Regions from separate parts of the Mus musculus genome. Here regions 1 and 3 are each linked to region 2. Evidence: chromatin contacts called from public Hi-C and targeted proximity ligation data. All regions are on one chromosome and are shown on one strand. The core of a region is the stretch at or near the end of the contact, and the rest is flanking DNA. Distances in the headings are between cores, read along the strand shown.

Region 1 (2,820 bases), core at 93-2,592, 320 kb before region 2:
GACTACATAAATCATAGGGGAACTGGGGGGTGGGGCTTGGGGTTTTTTCCCACCTGGAGGAATTCTAATGCATATGCTGCCGAATTATGCTAGTATGAGAGAGAGAAAAAATTAGAAGGACAACTAGCCTATAACAAATACTCTATTCCTATTATCTTCTTGGGACTTCAGAATAATTTGTACTTTTCTTTCCCACAAGGGAGGTAAGTCAGTCCTTGAGCTTACTAGGAACTGGGAGGTCTCACTAGGACACACAGGTGAAACAGGTAGCTTGAGCTATTTTTCATCTGTCTACATCAGAGAACAGAGTGGTGGCTGCCAGTCCCCATCGGGCCTCCAAACCTGTTGTATTTAGCTTGAACAGAGTTGGCCTGCCCAGTGTCTTAGCAATATTTGAGTTTTGTTCAACATTTAAAACTCAGATTTCACACTCAGAACTTGGTTTCCTTTGGTTTGTGGAATGATAAGGGATGAAACATATGACCCCCTCATCCTATATCACAAAACAACTTCTTTAGATGGCCTTGACTGTAATTTGTCAAGGCTCCCGTCTGTCTTTATTGTTATCAAATCAAAACCAAGTTTTACTTGCCCTTTTATCATAATCTTATATTTGTGGTTTCCTTAAAGGCAAAGAAAGTGAAATATTTATTTGGAAAGTAAGGTCATAATAAGAGGGTCTAATGTTTCAGTGTTTTTGTTTTTCTTTTCCCATAGCAGAGCTCTTCTGTCCTTGGCATTACCTGTCAGGGCTTCTCCAGTTGACTGTTTCTGATCTATTTCTTAATCCAGAGTGAGGGAAGGTTGTTTCCCAGAGCCAAAATAACATGCGGTAGAAGATGCAGATCCAATAAGACAAGTGTGTTGGTAGAGGATTTTTTTTTTTCTGGAAGGGTCTTCTGAGTGGGGTTAACCTGCTTGAAGAGCTGCCCTGTGGAGAGCGTAGTCCACCCCCCTTAGTGCAGCCCTCAGAAGCCTGATGAATCACGGGCATGTAGATGGGGCTTAGCTTTCTGCCTTCTTTCTTATTTTCTTCCCCTTCCCTTCTTCTTCCTCCTGTTTCCATAGGCTCACACAGGAACCTCAATAAGCAATAACATTTGCATTCCTAGTAGACGCCATTCCTAGAACAGGTCATGGATCCAAGGCGCTGTAGATACTTGGTTGTATCTGACATCAGTACCCAGATATCTCCAACTCCCTATTTCTTAGTCAACATTAAGGAAGGAAAAGCAGGTTGAAAATGCAAAACAATGACATTTGCTGTTGGACTGAGCGGCCAGCATAATGTTTAGTGAATTCAAAACCAAAATAGTTACACAGGAAGAGGAACAGGTCGGGTGCCCTAGCCCCCACCAGTTCCCCGTTGGCTGCCTGGACTCGCTTGAAGATCAACATTCTCTGCTGAAGGTTTGTCTAAAGCTGCTGTGCCCTTGTGAATCTTGTCTGGCAGCATCTGAGAGCTCTTGTGGCTCCTCATCTTCCACAGCCTTGAGTGCCATCGAGTTCTTTGTTACTTTTAAGCTACTCTGACAGATACAGTGTGCTCTCTTTACATTCTAATGCGTTCCTGGTAATTAAGGACCTTGAACATCTTTCATTTGTTTATTGGCTATCTGTGTATCTCTTTGCTCAGTTTAAAAGATTAGGTTGTTCAGAACAGAGAAAAATAAATAAATTAGGGTGTAATTTTCTGACTCACTGGTGATAGTTGTTCATACATCTGGTTGCAAATTCATTGTAGAATTAATAATTTACCAATGCATTATCCCAGTTCATAGCTTGGCTCTTCTTGCTTGTAATAGTGTGTTCACAGGGAGAATGTTGATGCTGTCCAACATATCAATTTTTGATCTTTAAGTGACTTCTTTTGTTTTGTATGTAAATTTGCCTAGTTTGTGACCACAAGCTAGAATCAACATTTAAATGTTTATTTATGATTCATTTGGGTTATCTTTGCATATGGGATGATAACTGACTCAAGATTGACTTATTTATAATAGGGTGTTTCTTCTGGTGACTCCTAGCAGGTTTGGTTGGTTTGGGGTAAAGGTTTCTAATGTAGCCCAGTCTGGCCTGATATTTGTTGTTTGGAGACTGGTCTTGAACTTGTGATAATGAGTCACTGCCTCTGCTTCCTGATAGCAGGAACTCACCACTATCCCTGGCCTCTGTTTAGGTTTTGCTACATTATCAGTTTCAGTACCAAGACTGGAACTATTCACATTCTCACAATCTAGTTTCCATGCATTTGAAAATAACTGTGTTCACACACACACACACACACACACACACACACAGAGTGTTGATTTTCACATGTACTGAATATGATAGCTAACCAACCATCTTGGTATATTGTAGATCTAGTTTTCATCTTTTAAAACCCATATTCTCTTTGTATTATATGAATTCACCATCTTTATTCATTTATTGTTTATTGGTGGACATTATGATAGAACCCATTTCATGAATACAAGAATTATTACAATAACTGCCATTGTACATAGTCCCTGTGTCTTGTAAGATAAGTCTAGGATAAAAACAGAAGTTCAATTCCTAGGTACTAGGATGGGCCACCTTACTAAAAGGACTGAATCAACTGAGAATCTAATAATACAGAGTGTTTTACACGCTACTTCTTCACCAGAACACAAAACTCTGAAATTACTATCAATGTAATAGGAATGAAGTAATCATATCTCTTCAAAACCTTGGACTACTTGATTGCTCATGGGGTCAGACATTGGTTATTTCTAAATTGACCCTTCCTATATGTCTCCTCTCCACTAAGTTGTTTATTTTGATGAAGTAATCTGTCAT
Region 2 (2,849 bases), core at 206-2,705:
CAGGATCTCGAATTGGGCGCTTGAACCTAAGAAAGATTGTGGACTTATCAAAAGTCACCGCTCAGTGTTCCGTCAAGCATGTATTTATGTGACGATCATACTAGGAGGGATGTTTGGAATTCTCCATGTGCAATTTGTCCGCAGATGCAAACTGTGCCGAACGTGTGTGAGTGAGCCTGTCAAGCAGCCTGCATCAGTGTGTGATTTAAGTAGATGGCGAGCGCTCTAAGGCTGCCGGGAAGTCAGACCTCGATGCTGGTCTCATTAGCGCTTGGCACTAATCTCAACTCCATAGACATCACTTTTCTTGAATAGCAAAGCTGGGAGAGTGACCAGCTCACTGTATGAACACGGACATTGCTGACTGGTAATGAAGTGCTCTCATGTGTTACTCTCCTGGCTCTTTCATCCCTTGCTCTAGAAAGCCCCTGTAATTTAATTAACAGACTGCCTGTAGGTATAGTGCAATTATGAATGCTCTGATCGTTGTACATACATCTCTCTTGATATTGCAACATCCATACTGGCTTTGTAATCATTAATTTTTTGGCAGATTGAATGTGCTGTATTGATATGTATCTATGTAATTGTATGTCTTATAGCTAATTCACATTTTGAATAATGTTATTTTATTTACTTTTTTAAGAGAGGAGAATGTAAATTTGTCAGTTTATTTCTGACTAGGGATATTTTTTTCCATTTAGAAAAGAAGAAAAAAAAAAAAACCCTTACTATTGTACAGAGCGGTACTAGCATCGTGCTGTCTAAAATCATTTGCACATTCCTGAGTAGAGGTGTGCTGACCTAAGACCCAAAGGTAATTTCATAGCAAACACACACCATCCGTCAGAGCTTTTATACAAACACGGAGACCAACTTTGTAGACCTTTTGCCATTTGACCTGGGGTTGGAATATGAGCTTTTATACGATTCATATTCTTATTTGGCAAATGCACAGTTTAGCATTACCTCTCTGGTGGCCTTTATTAGAAAGGCAGTTTTAGAAGCTATTTGTGATCCACTAAGGAAATGTTTTATCAGCTAGAGACCACTGCTTGCCTGAAAGGGCAACCTTAAATTTGGTGCAGCAAAAAACAAAAAAACAAAAAAAACAAAAACAAAAACAAAACAAACAAAACAAAAAATAAAAACAAAAAAATTTAAAAACACAAAAAGACAAAAAAGAAGAAAAAAGTAACATTTGATGGCCTGCAGTGTATAGAGAAAACCTCATCCCAGGATCATAAGTGTTAACCGTCCTAAGGAAGCGAGCTGTTCTGTCTAATAGAGCTGTAGTGGATGGAGCTGAGCCGTGCTGATACCAAGCTCAGAGCTGCTGAGTAAGGCAGGGAGAGGTGGCCACGTTGTCTTTATGAATTGAGGGTGCAGCTTGCTGCTGCACAGAGTTGAAGTCTGGCCTCACTGCACATCCTGGGGTGCATGACAGAGTCCCTTCTTCTGAGAAGGGAAAACATTGATCACCCTAGCTGCAGTGGTGCCTGCACACCTTACTCTATCCACACTAGTCAATGAAGCTAAAACTAATTTTGTTGTTGTTTCTCGTTTGGGGTTTTATTGAAGGGGTGAGGGGCGGGAAGGGCTTCTTAGTTTTGTACAAAAACAAAGTTTACTCATATGCTTTCTCTTCTATTGTGATTGCAAGTGTTCCTGTTGTCGATGCTCTAGGTAATGGAGGCTTGTGATGAGCGTTATGGTGACTTGGGCATGTCTTATTCAGAAGCAAAACACAGACCACAGAAACCTTTCCTCAGCATACCAAGGCAAGCAGCCATCTCATGAGTCACTCAGCACATGAGTGTGCCGTTTACAGATGATGTCGCCCTTTTGTGTGTGATACGGCAGTTCCCACCCACAGAGAATTCCTATTTGTAAATTGGAGGTTTATACTATGCCTTACAGAGCTTAAATTCAGAAGTCTGTGCCTCATGTCTGAAACAAAGGGAAAACACACGCCCATGCAGAAGTCAGTTAAGTCTTACAGAGCCTGTTGGGTTTTCCTTATCGTTTCCTTAGGAAGAGCTCTGTTGAATGTCCTGAGTAGCTGGGAAATTCTTCTTAGGAGCCTGCGTATATTGTTTACTGGCAGGTGGCATCCACGGCGATATTTAAAGAACACCTGGAACTTGGGGGCTTGGGGGCTTTGTTTTGTTTTGTTTTTGTTTAGATTACATTAGCAGGCCTAATCATTTTAAAGGGTAATTCAGCCAAAGGGCAATTTACTTTTTGTACTTCAGACTTCTATTGATTGTCAAGTTGTACGAATTGTAATTTAAAAATTTATACTGCCACATGATTGTAAATTTTAGTTGTCTTAAGTAGGAATTGGTGAAAAGCTGTTTATGCTGGATTTGGGTCAAAATGACTTGATTATTTGCAAAAAATAAAACTAATAATGGGAAGAAAGGGCTGCATAACAAGACACCGCAAGACTCAGATTCCCTCAGATGACCCCAGCGCCCCTTTGTTCTCAGTTTCTCAAAAGAACGAATGAAGTGAAACATAGCAGAATGTTAACCCATATAAAATAAAGTGTACCCAAATATTGTAATGTATATCGCTGCTCTTCTTAAAATTACGTAAGGCTTTCAAGCCACTCACATGGTAACTAACAGCATCTCGATTGATACAACTAAGGTGTACTTGGACATACTTTAATATTTGATTCAAAAGAGAAACCTTTGGTTAGAAACACATACAAAAGTGGAAGCTAATAATGTGTGTTTATCTGTCTCCGCACTCTTCCAATATAGGCAGCATTCCTAGATGTCCTGGCACTTGTGTCTTTGAGATCCCATTGTGGTTCTCTCGACAGGAGAAACGAATGCTTA
Region 3 (2,700 bases), core at 52-2,551, 370 kb before region 2:
GTTCTTATTGACAGTATACCAAGAATGGGAAACAGATTGTCTTGGTTGGGTTTTGTCAATTTGACACAAAATAGAGTGATCTGGGAAGAAGGAACTTCAGTTAAGAAATTCCTTCTTCAGATTGGCCTTTAGGCAAGTCTTTGAATCATTTTCTTGATAGATGATTAATGTGGAAGGGCCCAGCCTGCTGTGAATGATATTACCCTTAGAGAACTGGTCCTGGGCTATATAAGAAAGCAAGCTGAGCAGACCAGTAAGCAGAGTTCCTCTGTGGACTCTGCTTTAGTTCCTGCTTCCAGGTTCTTGCCTTGATTGAGTTCCTGGCCTGAGTTCCTGCCATGGCTTGCCTCACAGATGGATTGTGACATCGAGCGGAAGATGAATAAATCAACCCTTTCCTCCCCGAGTTGTTTTGGTTGTGGGTTTTATCACAGCAATGGAAGCAAACTGGAACATAAAGCACTTCTCTGCCCTAGCTGCCTCGTCCACCTTCTGTTACCAAGAAGACTTTATGTTTCTCTTAGGCTCTTGCTAGCAGCAGCAAAGCAGTTTGGATTATACCGTCTGCAGGGATCCAGAGAAACAACTGCTCAGAAGCACGCTGATGCCGCCACAAAGAGTTCATTCTGAAATTTTTGTGTATCAGCCAATCCGTCAAAGTTCTGCCATGCTCTGCTGACCCTTCAAAACTTCGGAGTGGTCAGATGAGTGGGTTTGGATTAGTCCAGTTTTAGAAGTGTTGGCACCCATTCCACCCATCCTAGTGGAAGATGTCCCAGACCACAGCTGCAGAAAAGAGGAACTGAGAGTCCGTGTGAGGGAAGAAGGCTATCTGAAAGAGAAAAAAAAGGAAGGTGGGGAAGTTGGCACACTGTAACCTATCTCAGACTTTCATTTCAACAGAGGAGAGGACTTTTGTTGAGGGATATTAATTTCTACTCAGTGAATTAGTTAGAGAAAAATTCATTTTCGTCAAGTTCAGGGAATCTTTTTTCTCCTTCTTTGGTTATAGTACAAACTCTGGAGAGACAGTCTGAATATCATTAATTTACATGGGGGGTATCTACATAATGAAACCTTACCTTGTGCCCCATACATTTGCAGAATTTATATGTCAATAAAAATAAAAGGATAGAAAGGAAAATAGAAGATGTATTTCCTGCTTGAAAGAACCCATAACCCTTGAACTAATTTAATGTCTGCTGTGACTCACTTCAGAGACTTCTGGGAACAATAACTAAATGAAACAGATTCTAGGAGGTTCTGAGGGATAAGTGATTAATACTGGGGGAATTTCTCCAAGTCTGGGGGAAGCCCGACTGCATTAGAATATTGTTGGGCTCTGAAGGGATCATCAGCTTGTCCTGACTTGCCTAGGACATCCTTCACTTTGCTGTCCCAAGAGCCCAGTAAGAGTAGAAAAGAAATTGACTGCCAAGTATCCTCACTCTTCCTTTGAAATCTCAAGCAATCAAAAATGGAAATGGAAGAAACAACTCTGGTCTCTCCTCACCTGAGAAAATAAGGTTGACAATCATAATGAGTGTCATCACATGTCCTGGCAGGTGAGCATTCCCACCATGCCCTGCATGTTTTTGTTTGACTTTACATGCGGGTGGGATGCTGCATTTGAAAGTCTGCTTCTATGTAATGACTAGTGTCTTGCCTTTCTGCCTCCGGACAAAGCTGAGCCAACGAGCCAACAAGCCAATCCGTCCCCTTCCAGAGACAGTCCAGCTGTTCTGTTTCTAGTTGTTTTTACCCAAGGGTGTTTTGTCCCCAGGAAATATTTAACCATTGTTTATAAAAACCTTTTCTTGTCCCAGATAGGAGAGGTTGGTGCCCTATTGCCATCAAGAAGTAGAGACCAAGGATGCATGCAGATGAACATCTTACAGAGCACACTTCAACAACTTATCCACCTTTCACAGGAAAGAACTCTTACTCCAAATTTCAGTAGCCCAAAGACAGTGGAAGACCGTGTCTCACTTTCTTCTCTTCCATGTAGTTGTATATAGAAGCTGACCAGGGTATAAGCTATTCTATTTTTTACACGTGTCCTGAGTGTGTTGTTTACATGGAGAAGGGCAGGTAGCTTTAGTTAGGTCTCTGGGGCTTAGCCATGCTCTTACACATAGATTTTTTTTTTCTGGGACTATCTTGCTGTCATAACATAATAATAAAACTTTACCCCCTTCTAACTGCTAACCCCTGTCAATGTATCAACAACAACTACATCTATACAGACTCTTCCTGGAATTATGAGACATGCACATTTTCTATGTTTAACACATATGAAATAACAACAAAGTTAAAAGCCTTGTCTATACAAGGTGTATACCTGAAATACAATCAGTTGTGAGAAAGGGGAGGGAAGATTATAAGTTCAAGGATACTCGACTACATACAAAAACTCTGTCTCAAAAAGTAAGTAAATAAATAAATAAATAAATAAAAGTATCTACCATCTCCCATCTAACACAGCAGCAGCCTCTCCTTTCCCTTGGCACTGAGGTACATACATGTGGCTAATAACTCAGCAAGCAGGTACTCCTGTGATAAACTTTGACTCAGTAACTAATGACATTGAGAGTTAGAGATCAAGGTGCCAACGAGATGGTTTAGCAGGTAAAGGCATTTGCTTGTGGCAGGATTTTCCCTGTCCAATTACATTAAAATATTAGTGCAGCAGGAGACCTG

What was found. A called contact is a pair of places that touch in the nucleus more often than the background predicts.
Region 1: a Hi-C map of bone marrow-derived macrophages shows a contact between it and region 2, with 23 read pairs. A contact is called at or near these places in 2 of 484 Hi-C or Micro-C datasets (bone marrow-derived macrophages and frontal cortex) and 10 of 130 datasets of targeted methods (the NIH/3T3 cell line, astrocytes, bone marrow-derived macrophages and 6 more).
Region 3: a contact with region 2 is called in a targeted proximity ligation map of the NIH/3T3 cell line, with 5 read pairs. A contact is called at or near these places in 1 of 484 Hi-C or Micro-C datasets (bone marrow-derived macrophages) and 4 of 130 datasets of targeted methods (the NIH/3T3 cell line, bone marrow-derived macrophages, embryonic fibroblasts and 1 more).

What each region holds. Positions count from the first base shown.
Region 1 is chr19:16,066,174-16,068,993 of GRCm38.p6, forward strand. All of the region lies in intron 1 of Gm32026 (a long non-coding RNA gene), which reads left to right. Among named protein-coding and RNA genes, the nearest start is that of Gm32026, 3.5 kb to the left of the region's middle.
Region 2 is chr19:16,384,891-16,387,739 of GRCm38.p6, forward strand. It overlaps Gnaq (guanine nucleotide binding protein, alpha q polypeptide), which reads left to right. Exons shown (of 7, transcript NM_008139.6): 7 at 1-2,849. Among named protein-coding and RNA genes, the nearest start is that of Gna14, 49 kb to the right of the region's middle.
Region 3 is chr19:16,015,065-16,017,764 of GRCm38.p6, forward strand. No RefSeq gene overlaps it. Among named protein-coding and RNA genes, the nearest start is that of C130060C02Rik, 31 kb to the left of the region's middle.